4 separate regions of the Mus musculus genome follow, and all the other regions are linked to region 3. The links are chromatin contacts, called in public HiChIP or PLAC-seq maps. All regions are on one chromosome and are shown on one strand. Each heading gives the region's core, a stretch centred on a gene start, on an enhancer-like site or on the middle of the called end of the contact. The rest is flanking DNA. Distances are from core to core; before and after follow the strand shown.

Region 1 (3,079 bases), core at 341-2,840, 490 kb after region 3:
GGGAAGACATCCTGATTATAGTCCTCAGCAGCACTGGATAATGGTAGCACACGCCTTTAATCCCAGCACTCAGGAGGCAGAGGAAATTGGATCTCTGTGAGTTCAAAACCAGCCTGGTCTACAGAGTGAGCTCCAGGACAGCCAGGGCTACATAAGGACACCCTGTCTCAAAAATCCACACTCTACCGGAAGGGCATGGACACAGGGGAGTTTGCATTTATTTTGTCTCATTATTCTTTTGTGTGTTAACCCAATAGGAACGTGGAAGTGAACTTGACTCTCATGAAGAACCAGGAGGACCCCTCAGAGGAAATGCCAAAGACAGCCAAGGTAGAGTGAGCTGGCGATTCGTGAATCCTTTCACTGGGACTGCCCAGATAGAACTCGGTGTTGTTCAGACCCATTAACAGAGAAGTCTTTCCATGTCCCTTCAAAGCATGAACTGGAAGTTAGAAGCAGAGGCCTCTGTCTGTCGAATGCAAATGCAAGCGACATGTTTTCTGTTCTTCCATTATTTAAAGATTTCTTTCCTGCTGGAGACTGCAGACTGAGACAAGAGTAGAGACTTCGGGGACAGACACAAACCCCACCCCCACCCCAAGCATCCACCCTTCTCCACCTCCTGCTTTCATGGAGGTGTGCATATGCTGGTGAGGCGGCTAGGGTTCCATGCCTACAGACATGCTGGTACGAGAAAGCAGGACCTTCTCTTTAGAGGCCTAGCTGCTGTCGACCAGAGCCCTGGCTGGCAAGAATGCCAAAGAGGCACAGGTCTTTAATCCTAGCACTTGGGAGATAAAGATAGGTAGATCTCTGGGAGTTCAAGGCCAGCCTGGTCTCCTTAGTTCCAGGACAGCCAGCACTACAGAGAGATCCTTTCTCAAACGAACAGTGTGCCTTGGTGGAGGCTTCCTTCAAAAACAAGTTTATATTGATCATGACGGGTGGTAGTAGTTCTAAGAAATACTGAGCCTGGGGCCACTGGGTGTGGAGGCACTCACAGTTCATAGCTCAGAGACTGAATTAGGCTCTCAATGCTTTTGTGGGCACCTAGGCATATTACTACCCCACTGGGCTCTGGCAGCAGGACTGTTCCTTACCCATTATAGCTTCTAGTTTTGGTTTGGTATGGTTTCAGTTTCGGTTTTAGTTTTAGTTTTGCTTGTGTGTTTTAAGACAGTCTCAGTGTGTGACTTTGGCTGTCCTGGAACTCACAGAAATCCCCCTGCCCCTGCCCCCGCCCCTGCCTCTTATTAGCATTAAAGGTGGGTGTCATTGCTTCTTGCAGAAGTGAAAACCCCTTACCTTTCTTTCTTTCTTTCTTTCTTTCTTTCTTTCTTTCTTTCTTTCATTCAAGATTATTTTCTGTATATGAGTACACTGTTGCTATCTTCAGCCACATCACAAGGGCATCAGATCCCATTACAGATGGTTGTGAGCCACCGTGTGGTTGCTGGGAATTGAACTCAGGACCTCTGGAAGAGAAGCCAATGCTCTTAACCAGTGAGCCATCTCTCCAGCCCCACTTACATTTCTAAGGGTGGGTTCCAGGCCAGACAGAAGCCATGTGCTTATTGTTGCTACACAATGTACAGCAGAGGGAGCAAGCGGGCCTGAACTCCAGCCTGGGCTCTGAAACCTAAACCATGTGACTCACAGAGAGGGCGCCTTTTTTCTTTCCTGGCCCCTTAAAGTCACAAGCGAATGCATGCCCAGCTGCAGGTCTGTGCTACTAAACTGAACCTGAACTGTGTAGCAGGCTACAAGCACCTTCACCTCTCCACGCCTGGCATCCTTTTCTGCCTCAGGGACTGGTAAAAGAACTTTACTCTTTAAGCGGTGATGAGGAACGAAAAAAAAAAATGATGTCCCTTAATAAATACCAACCTCAATTTGGACATTGCAGCAAATTAATATCTTCCCTCTGTGGTCACTACCAAACTGTGAAACAACACTGACTCTGCCTCCTTAAGTGGAAGGTTTTGATCTTTCCTGTTTATCTTCCACTGTTTCTTCCCATCCTACTCAAAAATAATTTTATACTGATTTTATTATTTCTAAATGTATTTATTTTTATTTTCTGTGTATGGGTGTTTTACCGGCATGTACGTCTGTGTATCATGTGCATGCAGTGCCTGAGGAGACCAACAGAGGGCGTCAGATCCCCTGCAACCCTACTTACAGATGGTTGTGAGCCACCATGTGCTTGCTGGAAATAGAACCCAGGACCTCTGCAAGAGGAGCCAATGCTCTTAACCGCTGAGCCATCTCTCCAGCCCTATACTGATATTTAATGTCATTCTTTGTGGGTATCTGATAAGAATATATTTTGGGAGTATGAGGCCTAGGTTGGTCAGGATTTTAAGCAAGAATTCTTCTAACATGAGGCTCTGTCACCTCCATGCTCAAAGCTGAGTGACACTAGCCAGGAAAATGTACCCTGATCTTCAGATTGTCCCTGTTGTAAATCACAGATCCAGAATGCGAACCCTGGCAGGCTCCAGCGTCTTAGCCAAGTGCAGCGGGGGCTTTAGGCACCACAGAACATGGCCCAAGCTAAGCCATGACTGAGTCAGTCAAAACAGATTTCCTGTCTCATGACGCCAGGGCCGGCTCCGGCCGAGTCCTCGGAGGTTAGCCAGACATTCTCAATGCAATGAAATGCCACTGCAGAAAGTCACCGGAGGCCTGTGCCTGTCTCAATGACAAATGCTAATTTTTAGAAAGGCTTTCCGGTCTTGGAAGGCAAGAAGAAGGAAATTCCAAGGAAGTGCTTTTAGCTGTTTAAAGAACAATTCTCCCCTTTGGTCTTAATGGTCATGTTGTTTTTCCTACTTTAAATTCAGTAGTGACCTGCACGGTTTATTATAAGGAGTGAGCCAGATACTAGGGATACATCTCAGTGTTATAACACTTTCTAGGATGTGTGAGGCCCTGGGTTCAGTCACCAGTATTACATGGATTGCATATATATACACACACACACACACATTAGTACATTTTTTAAAAAAAGTATGAGTGATCTAGTGAGAGGACTTAGAATTCTTTTGCAAGTTTCCACAAGATAAGGTTCACCAGC
Region 2 (3,317 bases), core at 276-2,775, 460 kb after region 3:
TTAAATCTTATCCTAAAATCTGATAATGGCACCACCAACAGGCATCTTGGGTCTTGGTCTCCTGCATTCAACAAACAGACTTGAAATTTATTACACCACCCCATAGGTCATAAGCATCCTGAGTCACATCATATAAAATATTTTTAGACATTTTTAAGGGAAGGTCAGCTGCACTGCCGTCTCCTTCCTTTTATAGTTACGTTTACCCTGGGAAGAATTTTTTTTTAATAATCTGGAATTTGCATTTTCCATTTATGACCAAAATACAAAACCTTGAAGGTACCAGGGCTGACCCAGGGGCTTTCTCTTACTGGCTTCTTCTGGGGCCAGCAAGGCCCTGCACAAAGCTGTTGAAGGCAAAGGCACTCTGAGGTCTGTGTAACAGCAGATACATCACCTGCCTGGCGATGACCCTGCGGGATAGGAAGGAAATTCTATGACAGCAGTCTGGTGATCAAAGGGTGTGCTCTTGAGAAATGGAGTGTGGAAAAAGGCCCTGAACAGATTTCAAGAGGCTCCTGCCAGCACCTCCAACAGCTTCTACCCTGGTAACCATTTGGCCACTTGGGAGCCTGCAGGGCCAGTGTTTACCAAGGCCAGACACGCACTCAGGAAGAAGGAGCCAGGTGGCCCACCTGTCCTGATAAGGCGGTTCCTTGGAGTTCGGTTTCTATTCTGCTCCCAGATGGGTCCCATCAGAGTTTCCCCCACTCTGGAAAATAAGTCTGAAGCAGTAGAAGTAAATATAATTGTATTTCATTTTTATTTAAAGCAGAGATTTGGGGATTAAACATTGTCAACGCAGATTTAAATAGAAGGAAATCTAAAGGTGCCAAGCTCCATGCTAAAATCAGATGCTCTCTCTACCTTCCAATGCCTGGGTGTTTGGTGAAGAACGCCATGACTCGGAGAAGGCAGAAGGGGCTGAGAATAAAATCCGTCTAGGCAGGGTTACCTCTGAATAGCCTGGTTATCTAGAGAGGAACGCTATCTTCTCACTAAAAGCCAGTGGTTAGATTAATGGGAGCATTTGAAAAATCTGTTCAGTCTTGCTGGTGGGCAGCCAGGGAGAGAGTGTTTTCTGTTTATCTCTATAGTGGCAGACATGTTCATCACAGAAAGGCTGTGTGCGATTTCAAGCAGCCGGGAAGTAGAGCTGAAGTAGTATGAGGTCTTTGGTTGTGCACACCAGCTCCTGAAACAGGGAGAAGCCCTCCCCACCCCCATTGACAGACAATGGCCTGGGTTGCACAAGAGGTAGATCTTCCCTTGTTGCTCTAGAAGGGAGTTTTATCACCATCCCCATTCCCCCCCCCCCCCACACACACCCATTGCTTTATCGCACAGGAATGCAGCTGGAGTCTCAGCCCCTCCTTGACAGCACAGACCTCAGTAAATTACCAAGGTCTTGACCCAAGAGATGAGAAGCCCTAAGTGATTTTTCAGCCTCCTATCTAAGGACGTGTTTACATTTCTTGAACTCTGGCTGACTGACTCATTCTCCTGCTGTTGCAAGAACTTTCCTTATGCATCAGGATTTATACATTTCATTCCTGAAAGACCCAGGGTCCTTTCCAAGCCACTGTGCAGTGAACCTCATCACAACACAATTCTGCTGAGTGGCTCTGTCCGGAGGATGGGTCCCACCCGGCCAGGCGAGTGTGAGCGAGGCTGAGAGGCAGTGTAGTGTGGAAGGAAAGCACAAGACACAGCTCAGGACATCTGGGGTCTGGGTTCCACTCCCGCTATGTTAAGGTGTAGGCTTGAAGCTACAGAAACCCAGTCTCAGAACCTCAGTTCCCCCCCCCCACCTGACTTAAACTTAAGAAGTGTTTTAAGTTTATGCAGGAGCCATTCTCAAACAAATCAGGAAGAAAACACTGGCCGAGGAAACACAGAAAAAAGAAGAGCCTGTAAGAGATAGATACTGTCTTAGAATCAAAAATAATAAGGAGGTGGCTGGAGAGATGGCTCCAAGGTTAAGAGCACCGGCTGCTCTTCCAGAGGTTCTGAGTTCAATTCCCAGCAACCACATATGGTGGTTCATCTATAATGGGATCAGATGCCCTCTTCTGGCACAAAGGCATACATGCAGTCAGAACATTGTACATATAACAATTAAATAAATCTTTAAAAAAGAAAAACAAAACAAAAAAGAACCGAGAGTACAGCATGTCATGTGGAGCCACTGATGAGTGTTGAGAAGAAGAAGTCTCAGAAAGAGACTAAAATCTACATCAGCAAAGCCATAGGCACAGCTAAATTTCATTCCCCAAATAATCATCGATTCATGAGCATTACCATTACCGTTGAACCATGGAGTTCCAGTCCACAGATTCAATCCTTCCACAAAACGTTACCAATTGGAAGCTGGGTATGGTGGCACGTGCCTATACGTACAGCACTTGGGAGATAAAAGAAGGAGGATCAGGAATTCAAGGTCATCCTTGGCCTTGAGTTTGAGGCCAGCCTGTGCTACATGAGACCCTGTCTCAAAAAATAACAAAATGGAGGGTGCAGGGGGTGGAGAATGCTCAGTTAGGAGCACTTGCTGCTCTTATGGAGGAACCAAGTTCAGTTCCCAGCACCCACATCAGATGGTTCACACCTGCCTGTAACTCCAGCTCCAGAAGAATGAGACAGTCTTCTGCCTCTGTGGGCTCCTGCATCCACAGACACAGACCCATCAGCATTGGCACATGCACACGTTGTTTCAAAATTAAGGAAATTGTAAAAATATCTCCATCAGTTGCATGGCCAGTTGTGCCTCTGGGGTCTTAGCTTGCACAGCTGTGGCAGATTTGCAGGCTAATGCCACGCTGGCTCATGTGGAGGGTGCCATCATGTCCCACAGACACAATGGCCATTGCCTCTCTCTGCTACATCATATTCATTCTCTCTCTCTCTCTCTCTCTCTCTCTCTCTCTCTCTCTCCATCTCCTATTTGGCCTCCACCTCTGAGGAGCAGGGGAAATCTCTAATCTCTCCCTGAAAGCTTTCAGAAGCATTTTCCTATTTCAGCAAAGTGTGGTCATACAAAATTTATATTCAACAGCATCAGCACTTTTTCCCCATCAATATTTCCTTTTTAATGTCAGCTTTATCTGAATTCCGATAGCACAAAGAATCTACTTTTGTTCTTTTAAATACCAATCAAAACAAGAAGGTCTAAATTTGAATATAAAGCTTAACCCCACTCAACAAGGTGTTTAGACATATTTCCAGACACTATGGGTTATACCTGGGAATGCTATAGGTGTGGGCTTATAATCTTTAATGTGCATGAGCTGAGCACATATGGTTATGGTTCGTATGAA
Region 3 (3,166 bases), core at 625-3,124:
ATTTTTAAAGTTCAATAATTAAATGACCGTAAACTGTTTTTACCTTGGCACAGGTGGGAGTGCTCGTGGAGGACGCTATAGGGGAGGGGAGAGGCAAACATCTCGTCAATAAAAGCTGGATTAACCTCACCTTCATTTATCTCAAGCACCACAAAGCTTCTCCTTTAAAAGCCCACTGTCCAGATGTTATCAAATAAAATGGATCAGCAATTCTCTTCAAATCTTTGGAAGATTATCAGTGAAACCCGGGAGGCGGTGATGTAAACTGGACTGCTGGGTTTAGATCTATTCTGCCATTCCTACACCCCATGTAAAATTCTTTTCTTCTTCCACTTCAACCAGTCTGGCCTATTGTGAGCATTCAGAACAGGATCAAACAGAGCTCATCTCCCTTTACAGACCTTCCATTAGTGGTTAAGTATTGGAAGATAATGTTGCATGCTCAGATAAAACTAGACCATGCCATATAAATGTGTGTGCATGCATGCTTGTGTGTGTGTCTGTGCATGCATGTGTGTGCATGCATGTGCATGTGTGTTTGCATACAATAAATAACCATATATAAGGAATGAAGAGTGATGTTTTACTTAGGGAAAGCCTCTTTGATGTTATCTGAGCTGAGCCCTTCCTGACAAAGGTGCCAAATTTACAGGGAATGAGGAGCACATGTTAAGGCTTTCAAGAAAGACAGGGCATGAAGGGCTCCAGGTAAAGAGCAGCCAGGCAGAAACCAGTGACACAGGACAGAAGGCAGACGTCAGATTAACTATGACCTCGCAGACTAGCAGAAGGAATACGGATTTAGTTCTATTAACTAGGAAGCCAACTAAGGTTTTATGCCACAGAGTAACATGCTTTTTTTTTAAGTTACTTTAAATAGAAATAGGTAACATATTTTAGAACAGGAAGTATTTGGGGCTGGTGTAGTTTACCCTGTTCTTACTTAAGAAAAGTCCTGCTTGCAAGCTCAGGAAGCATTAGTTAAGCATTCTGAAAATTTTCAAAATAGATGGCTTAGCCATTAAGAGCAGTTACTGCTCATGCAGCAGACCTGGGTTTAGTTCCCAGCACCCACAAAGCACCAGTAATTCCAGTTCCAGGGAAATGGACAGCCTCTTCAGGTTTCTGTGAGCAACAGGCACACAAGTGGTTCATATATTGGCAAAACACTCAAAACAAATACATTTTTTTTTTTTGGTTTTTTTGAGACGGGGTTTCTCTGTATAGCCCTGGCTGTCCTGGAACTCACTCTATAGACCAGGCTGGCCTTGAACTCAGAAATCCACCTGCCTCTGCCTTCCAAGTGCTGGGATTAAAGGCGTGCGCCACCACTGTCCGGCTACAAATACACCTTTAAAAGAATTGATCTCTAAGAGCAGTGCCTAGACGTCGATTTATTAGCTCGGGTATTTCATGCTGCTTATGGAAGGCACTGATTCCAAAGGCTCACATTTTAGATATTCTTGCTTGTCCCATTTCGCAATCCATGGTTGTATTCACTCAAACAAATTCGTGAGAATGCTACAAAATTAGGACACTGACGATGTCCTAATGGAATCCAGCAGTCAAAATGACAACTGGAATAGAATGGTGGTCCTACAAAAGCACTACTATTCTCAAGATGCTATGAAAGTGGGACCCAGTCCTCTTGGTATTTCAAAAGTCCCGCAAAAATGAACCATCTCACCCATCTAGAAACCGCACCTCTAAGCCCCTCAAAAGAAGAACCGCTGAACAGGCGGAGACTAAATTCCCAACAGCTCAAAAGTACCTGAGGCTCGCTAACCACCTGCTTCTTCCCCATCACGTCTCCAGGGACCGCAGCAGAGCTCAGGGCACCACAGCCGCCCGCCCCGCCCCGGTCCGGCCCGCCCCGCCCCTCCTGCCCAGGCGCGCAGGCGCAGAGCGTCATCGGGCTGCGCCTCATGGCTGCTGGGCCCGGAGCGTCCCCACCCGTCCCACGGGAGGTATTGGGGCTACCGGAGCCGAACCCAATCTGACCCCTTCGAACTAGGAAAACCTCAGCGTCGGCCGGCGTCCCCAGGAGCGGAGGGGGTTCACCCACAGTTTCCCGGGAGGTCATCGTGGTTTGCGTGGGGGTGGGCACGGCGGGACCAGACTCGTATTCAAACTCCCCACCGGAACATCCTCCTCTCTGACCGAGAGCCGCCCGGAGGCGTCGCCATGGCAACGCTGACTAGGGCGCCCGGATGTTGGGTGGACCTGATCGCCTTTTGCGGGGCCCGCCCTGATGTACAGCCCCGGTCCGCCCCCGCCGCACCCCTCGGGCAGTGCTGTCCCCAGATTCCCGGCTCGGCGGTGGTCACTGCTGGTTAGGACACCTCCACTTCGCCACACTCCGGGCCAGGCGCCCCTCGTCGCTCACCGCTTGGTCCTCCTCCAGCGGAGGCCCTGAGTCGTCCCTCATGATGCTTTCCCGCGGGCCTCCCTAGGCGCAACCGCCGGAGCCCGAGGCCGGCTTCCCGCGACGCCCGGCCTCCGGGGACTTGTGGGAGGAGGCGGCTTTGCGGAGCCTGGAGAGGCCGGCGTCCCCCACCTGGTTCCCGTCTGCCAGGGTGCTGCCTGGAGGGAGATCTGTATGACTGAAACAGCGAGGATCTCTTTCACTGGCCTGCCCAGTTTCCTAGATTCCCTGTAGGCCTAGGAGTATAATCTGAATGTTCAGTTCTGATAGTTCCTTCAGTGGGAACAGTTATAGTTTAAAATAGGTAGAATGGAGGGAAGTGTGGATATAAAGAAGATGAACAGACATGGGTGCAGTGGAGCTTCGGATCTAGGGAGACCAAGACTGTATCAACATCCTCGTTTTGGAGCTCATATACAGGCTCCAGGACTAGTCCACTTTGCTGATTTGGAAATAACAGTGTCATAGGTTTCCTTATTAGATAAATGTGTACTTGTTAACCGCTCTTAGCTTAGTTAGTCAACTAGGCACTTTTGTAAAATATAAACAGAAATAAGAAAATATTTTACAAAGTAAAATACAGTTTGTCATTAAGTAGACTGGTTTATTTAGAAGAGTTACATCTTACAAAACACCATATGAAATCTATAAAATGCTCACATTCAGTGACAACATTGTCACATACCTGCCATTAGCTCATATGGGGAAACATCGGGAAAATGCCTGAGAGCCAAATGAGTA
Region 4 (3,243 bases), core at 286-2,785, 260 kb before region 3:
TAATGGGAGTGGGTGGGTTGGGGAGCAGGGCAAGGGGGGAGGGGATAGGGGATTTTCAGAGGTAGAACTAGAAAAGGGGATAGCATTTGAAATATAAATAAAGAAAATATCTAATAAAAATATCAAGTTGGGTGGTGGTGGCGCATGCCTTTCATCCCAGCACTTGGGAGGCAAAGGCAGGTGGATTTCTGAGTTCGAGGCCAGCCTGGTCTACAAAGTGAGTTACAGGATAGCCAGGGCTACACAGAGAAACCCTGTCTCGAAAAGAGGAAAAAAAAAAAAAACAGAATTAAAAAAACAAAACAAAACCTGCTCAACCATGTGATGATTGACAAGCACCAACTTATGTCTTTACGTCTGCATTGCCCTTAGAAGTTTGCTGAGAAAGATGCTTTCTACATTTGGTTTTTATAAACTTTTAAAGGTTGATTTGGGCACGTTGCAAGGATAACTAGCAACTGTATTTGTGTTTATTTCATAATAAGTTATGCTATCAGACCAACAGAACCAACTTTTTTTTTTTTTAACAAAACAAAAACTGATAAATTGAGTCTGTGGTGGTAAAAACCAGAAGAATGGTGGCCTGGGGCAGGTGAGAGGAGATGGGTTTAATGGAAGAGGAATTAGCACGATGGTTAGAAATGTACACATGAGTGACATAATCAAAATATTGACAATATTGCACAATTCTCCATTTGCGTGAAAAGGATGGAGGAACCTAAGACAGCTTATAGCTTGTATAATTAGGGTGATTGTGGGGCATTGGGCTGTGCAAAGACAGTCTGGTCTCCAGTTGAGCTGAGATGTTGAACCCTGGGACTTGGTGGTGATAATTCATCTACATGGGACGGAAGTTCTCTCATGTCTCCTGGAACCCTGGCTCCCATCGAAGTTACCGCTCCCCTCAGCCCCCACAAGAGAAGTGTGTGGCTAGCAGTCAAGTAGGCAATGTCCCAAGATTCTGATCTTCAGGCTAAATTCCTCCCCAGTTACCTAGCAACAGAAAAGATAGCAGCATACCATGAGGGGCTGTTTGGCCCCTCCTCGCTCTTTCACTCTCACCTCTCTCTCTCTCTCTCTCTCTCTCTCTCTCTCTCTCTCTCTCTCTCTCTCTCTCTCTTTCTCTCTCTCTGTCTGTCTTCTCTCCTCTCTCTACCTCTTTCTCCCTCTTATTCTCTAGCGTTTCTTCTCTCTCTCTCCTTTCCCCCTTCTTTCCTCTTGGCTATGGCCAGTCTCTCTCTTTTACCTTCTTTCTCCCTGCCTTTCTATAATAAAGCTCTAAAACCATAGACTGTCTCTGCGCTCTAATCAAGGCCCACTGTGCAGAGTCTCACCTGTGTGGGAACCTCTCTTCCCTCTTCCCTTAACCCCAGGGTGACAGGGTGAAACCCCAGGGCACATTTTGATTTCAGGGGACTGCCCCTTATCCACTCCCCATCGAGTGGGTCAGAGGCTTACATGCCACCTGGGCTGAGTGGAAAGCGACTGGCAGCCCTCCCTCATCTGCCTGCCCAGAACATAGGTGGAGCTCTGGCCGGATGTGGGCTATCCTCCCTCCCCCCTCTTTTCCCAGGCCCCTTTATAGTTCCCACGGGTGATGCCTAAGTCCTGATCTTGAAAGAAAATTAAATTCAAGGTCCATGACTCATGCGGCTTGCTAGTTAGGAGGGTTTTTTGGGCCAAGGGCAAAGAACAAAGGCTGTTGCTGTTAAGTCATTCCAGGAACTGGCTATCCATAAAGATAGAGGCATACAAAGACGTCCGGACTATCTCAGCCAAGTTAAGCACCTGCCCCTCAGAACTGCTGTTACCTCGCTCTGCACGTACAATTTGCTGATGTTTAAACTGTCCAATTGTGTGTAACTGCGCCAATTCTTCCCCTACCCCCAACTTTTTTGTATATAAACCCCTAGCTTCTGAGCCTCGTGGTCGACTCCTCTGTCTCCTGCGTGAGATACCATACAGTTTGGAATCTCACCTGAAACACACGGAATATACTCTTCAGATACTTATATTCCTTGCCCATCTTATCTGGAGGAAAAGAAAACAAGGATGTCATTATTCCTTCGGTGGGCACACTTTCCAAAACTCACATGAACTCTTCAGCTCCACACCCAAGCTCTCCCTGGGGTGATGAAACCGTCTTGGGATTCCCAAGTCGCTCTGGAAGCTTATCAAAAAGCTTATCAGTTATTGGATCCCACCTGAACCGATGGATGAAGAGCTTCTGGGAGAGAGGCCAGGTACTTTCTAAACATGCTTCTCCAAGAGCTCAGAGCTCCCACACTCTGTTCAGCTGTTTTAGTAAGACAACCTCCCCCCACCCCCGAGGGTCATCTGTATCTATGGGAAGGAGGAACAGAACCTCCCACAATGCATCTGCTTCTCCTTTTTGTATCATTTCCTCCTTTACAGTGGTTATGAAAACCACACATTCTCTTCAGGAAACTAGAAAACAAGCAAAGTGTAAATAAGACACTAACTTCAAAGAGAGGAAGAAGGTTGTAGAGTGTCTCGTTCTCTCTGTGGACATTAGTCTATAAACCCCAAATCTGAAGGGTGCACACTCTGCTTTCCCCAAGGGCACACAGTAGCCCAGTGAGCATTCAAGAAATCACTGCCATTCTCCATGCAAGACAACCTGAAGGCATCATAGTAATATTGTAGTTTTAGAACTTTAAAATTCACTTAAAAAAAATTTCAAGTTCTTGCTCAGTGATGAAGCAGTTCCATTCTCGGTCATTCTCATGCCTTAAGCCTCAGAAGGGAAATGTTGGACATCTGGCTGTGCCAAGCCATGGCTATAGGGACGCCAGGGTACAGGCTGCCCACTTTCCCTCCCATTTTCCCCTCAGGGCCTGACAGTGCCTAGTTTCTCTTCGGCCAAGGCCTTTTCTGCCTTCAGGGCCTCCTTGTAGTTGTTCTCTAACCTCTCGAGCTCCTCTCTGTGAGTCTCTTTGAGTTCCCTGTGGGACAATCCAAGAAAAGAAGTTCAGCATGAACAAGCTGGCTCAGCAGGTAAAGGTGCTTGCCATGAAAGCCTAACAACCTGAATCTGATCCCTGGAATCTATAGTGGAGGAAAGACTTGCTTCCAAAAGCTGTCTTTTATGGTCCACAGAAACACAGTGAGGCCAAGCACATGGATGGGAGGGGGAGTGTGCTGCACACACACTTATGCACATACATATTCATATATACATACATATACACACTCATGTGCTCACATACACATGTTCACATA

What was found. HiChIP or PLAC-seq counts read pairs in DNA pulled down with a chosen protein or histone mark.
Region 1: a contact with region 3 is called in an H3K27ac HiChIP or PLAC-seq map of embryonic stem cells, with 4 times the contacts expected there. The contact joins the enhancer-like site here to the promoter of Tmem237 in region 3. A contact is called at or near these places in 15 of 39 promoter capture datasets (the 3T3-L1 cell line, the C10 cell line, the HPC-7 cell line and 9 more), 1 of 15 datasets of contacts at CTCF or cohesin (large pre-B cells), 2 of 484 Hi-C or Micro-C datasets (cortical neurons and spermatogonial stem cells), 18 of 115 datasets of contacts at active chromatin or transcription factors (the NIH/3T3 cell line, astrocytes, bone marrow-derived macrophages and 10 more) and 3 of 9 other capture datasets (adipose tissue, embryonic stem cells and macrophages).
Region 2: a FOXA1 HiChIP or PLAC-seq map of pancreatic cancer cells shows a contact between it and region 3. The contact joins the enhancer-like site here to the promoter of Tmem237 in region 3. A contact is called at or near these places in 4 of 39 promoter capture datasets (the HPC-7 cell line, embryonic stem cells, frontonasal cranial neural crest and 1 more), 1 of 484 Hi-C or Micro-C datasets (forebrain) and 1 of 115 datasets of contacts at active chromatin or transcription factors (pancreatic cancer cells).
Region 4: a FOXA1 HiChIP or PLAC-seq map of pancreatic cancer cells shows a contact between it and region 3. The contact joins the enhancer-like site here to the promoter of Tmem237 in region 3. A contact is called at or near these places in 3 of 39 promoter capture datasets (embryonic stem cells, macrophages and pre-B cells), 1 of 115 datasets of contacts at active chromatin or transcription factors (pancreatic cancer cells) and 2 of 9 other capture datasets (liver and pancreatic islet).

The regions. Positions count from the first base shown.
Region 1 is chr1:59,607,476-59,610,554 of GRCm38.p6, forward strand. It overlaps Gm973 (predicted gene 973), which reads left to right. Exons shown (of 19, transcript NM_001357842.1): 11 at 258-330. Among named protein-coding and RNA genes, the nearest start is that of Gm33833, 11 kb to the right of the region's middle. Within about 2 kb of position 1,591, at least 51 of the 459 cell types and tissues checked have an H3K27ac peak or open chromatin away from gene starts, as enhancers often do. A contact at or near this core is called in adipose tissue, astrocytes, differentiating embryonic stem cells and 3 more, where this site is marked.
Region 2 is chr1:59,579,021-59,582,337 of GRCm38.p6, forward strand. The region is part of intron 9 of Gm973 (predicted gene 973); the gene reads left to right. Among named protein-coding and RNA genes, the nearest start is that of Gm39648, 16 kb to the right of the region's middle. Within about 2 kb of position 1,526, at least 62 of the 459 cell types and tissues checked have an H3K27ac peak or open chromatin away from gene starts, as enhancers often do. A contact at or near this core is called in pancreatic cancer cells, where this site is marked.
Region 3 is chr1:59,117,932-59,121,097 of GRCm38.p6, forward strand. Tmem237 (transmembrane protein 237) reads right to left here and starts at 1,875. Exons shown (of 13, transcript NM_001037812.3): 1 at 1,772-1,875; 2 at 44-75. The coding sequence starts at 1,804. Mpp4 (membrane protein, palmitoylated 4 (MAGUK p55 subfamily member 4)) reads right to left here. Exons shown (of 22, transcript NM_145143.3): 22 at 3,004-3,166.
Region 4 is chr1:58,858,401-58,861,643 of GRCm38.p6, forward strand. Gm28802 (flagellum-associated coiled-coil domain-containing protein 1) reads right to left here. Exons shown (of 14, transcript XM_030243918.1): 8 at 2,864-2,966; 9 at 2,094-2,163; 10 at 1,979-2,031. Among named protein-coding and RNA genes, the nearest start is that of Gm28802, 37 kb to the right of the region's middle. Within about 2 kb of position 1,536, at least 98 of the 459 cell types and tissues checked have an H3K27ac peak or open chromatin away from gene starts, as enhancers often do. A contact at or near this core is called in pancreatic cancer cells, where this site is marked.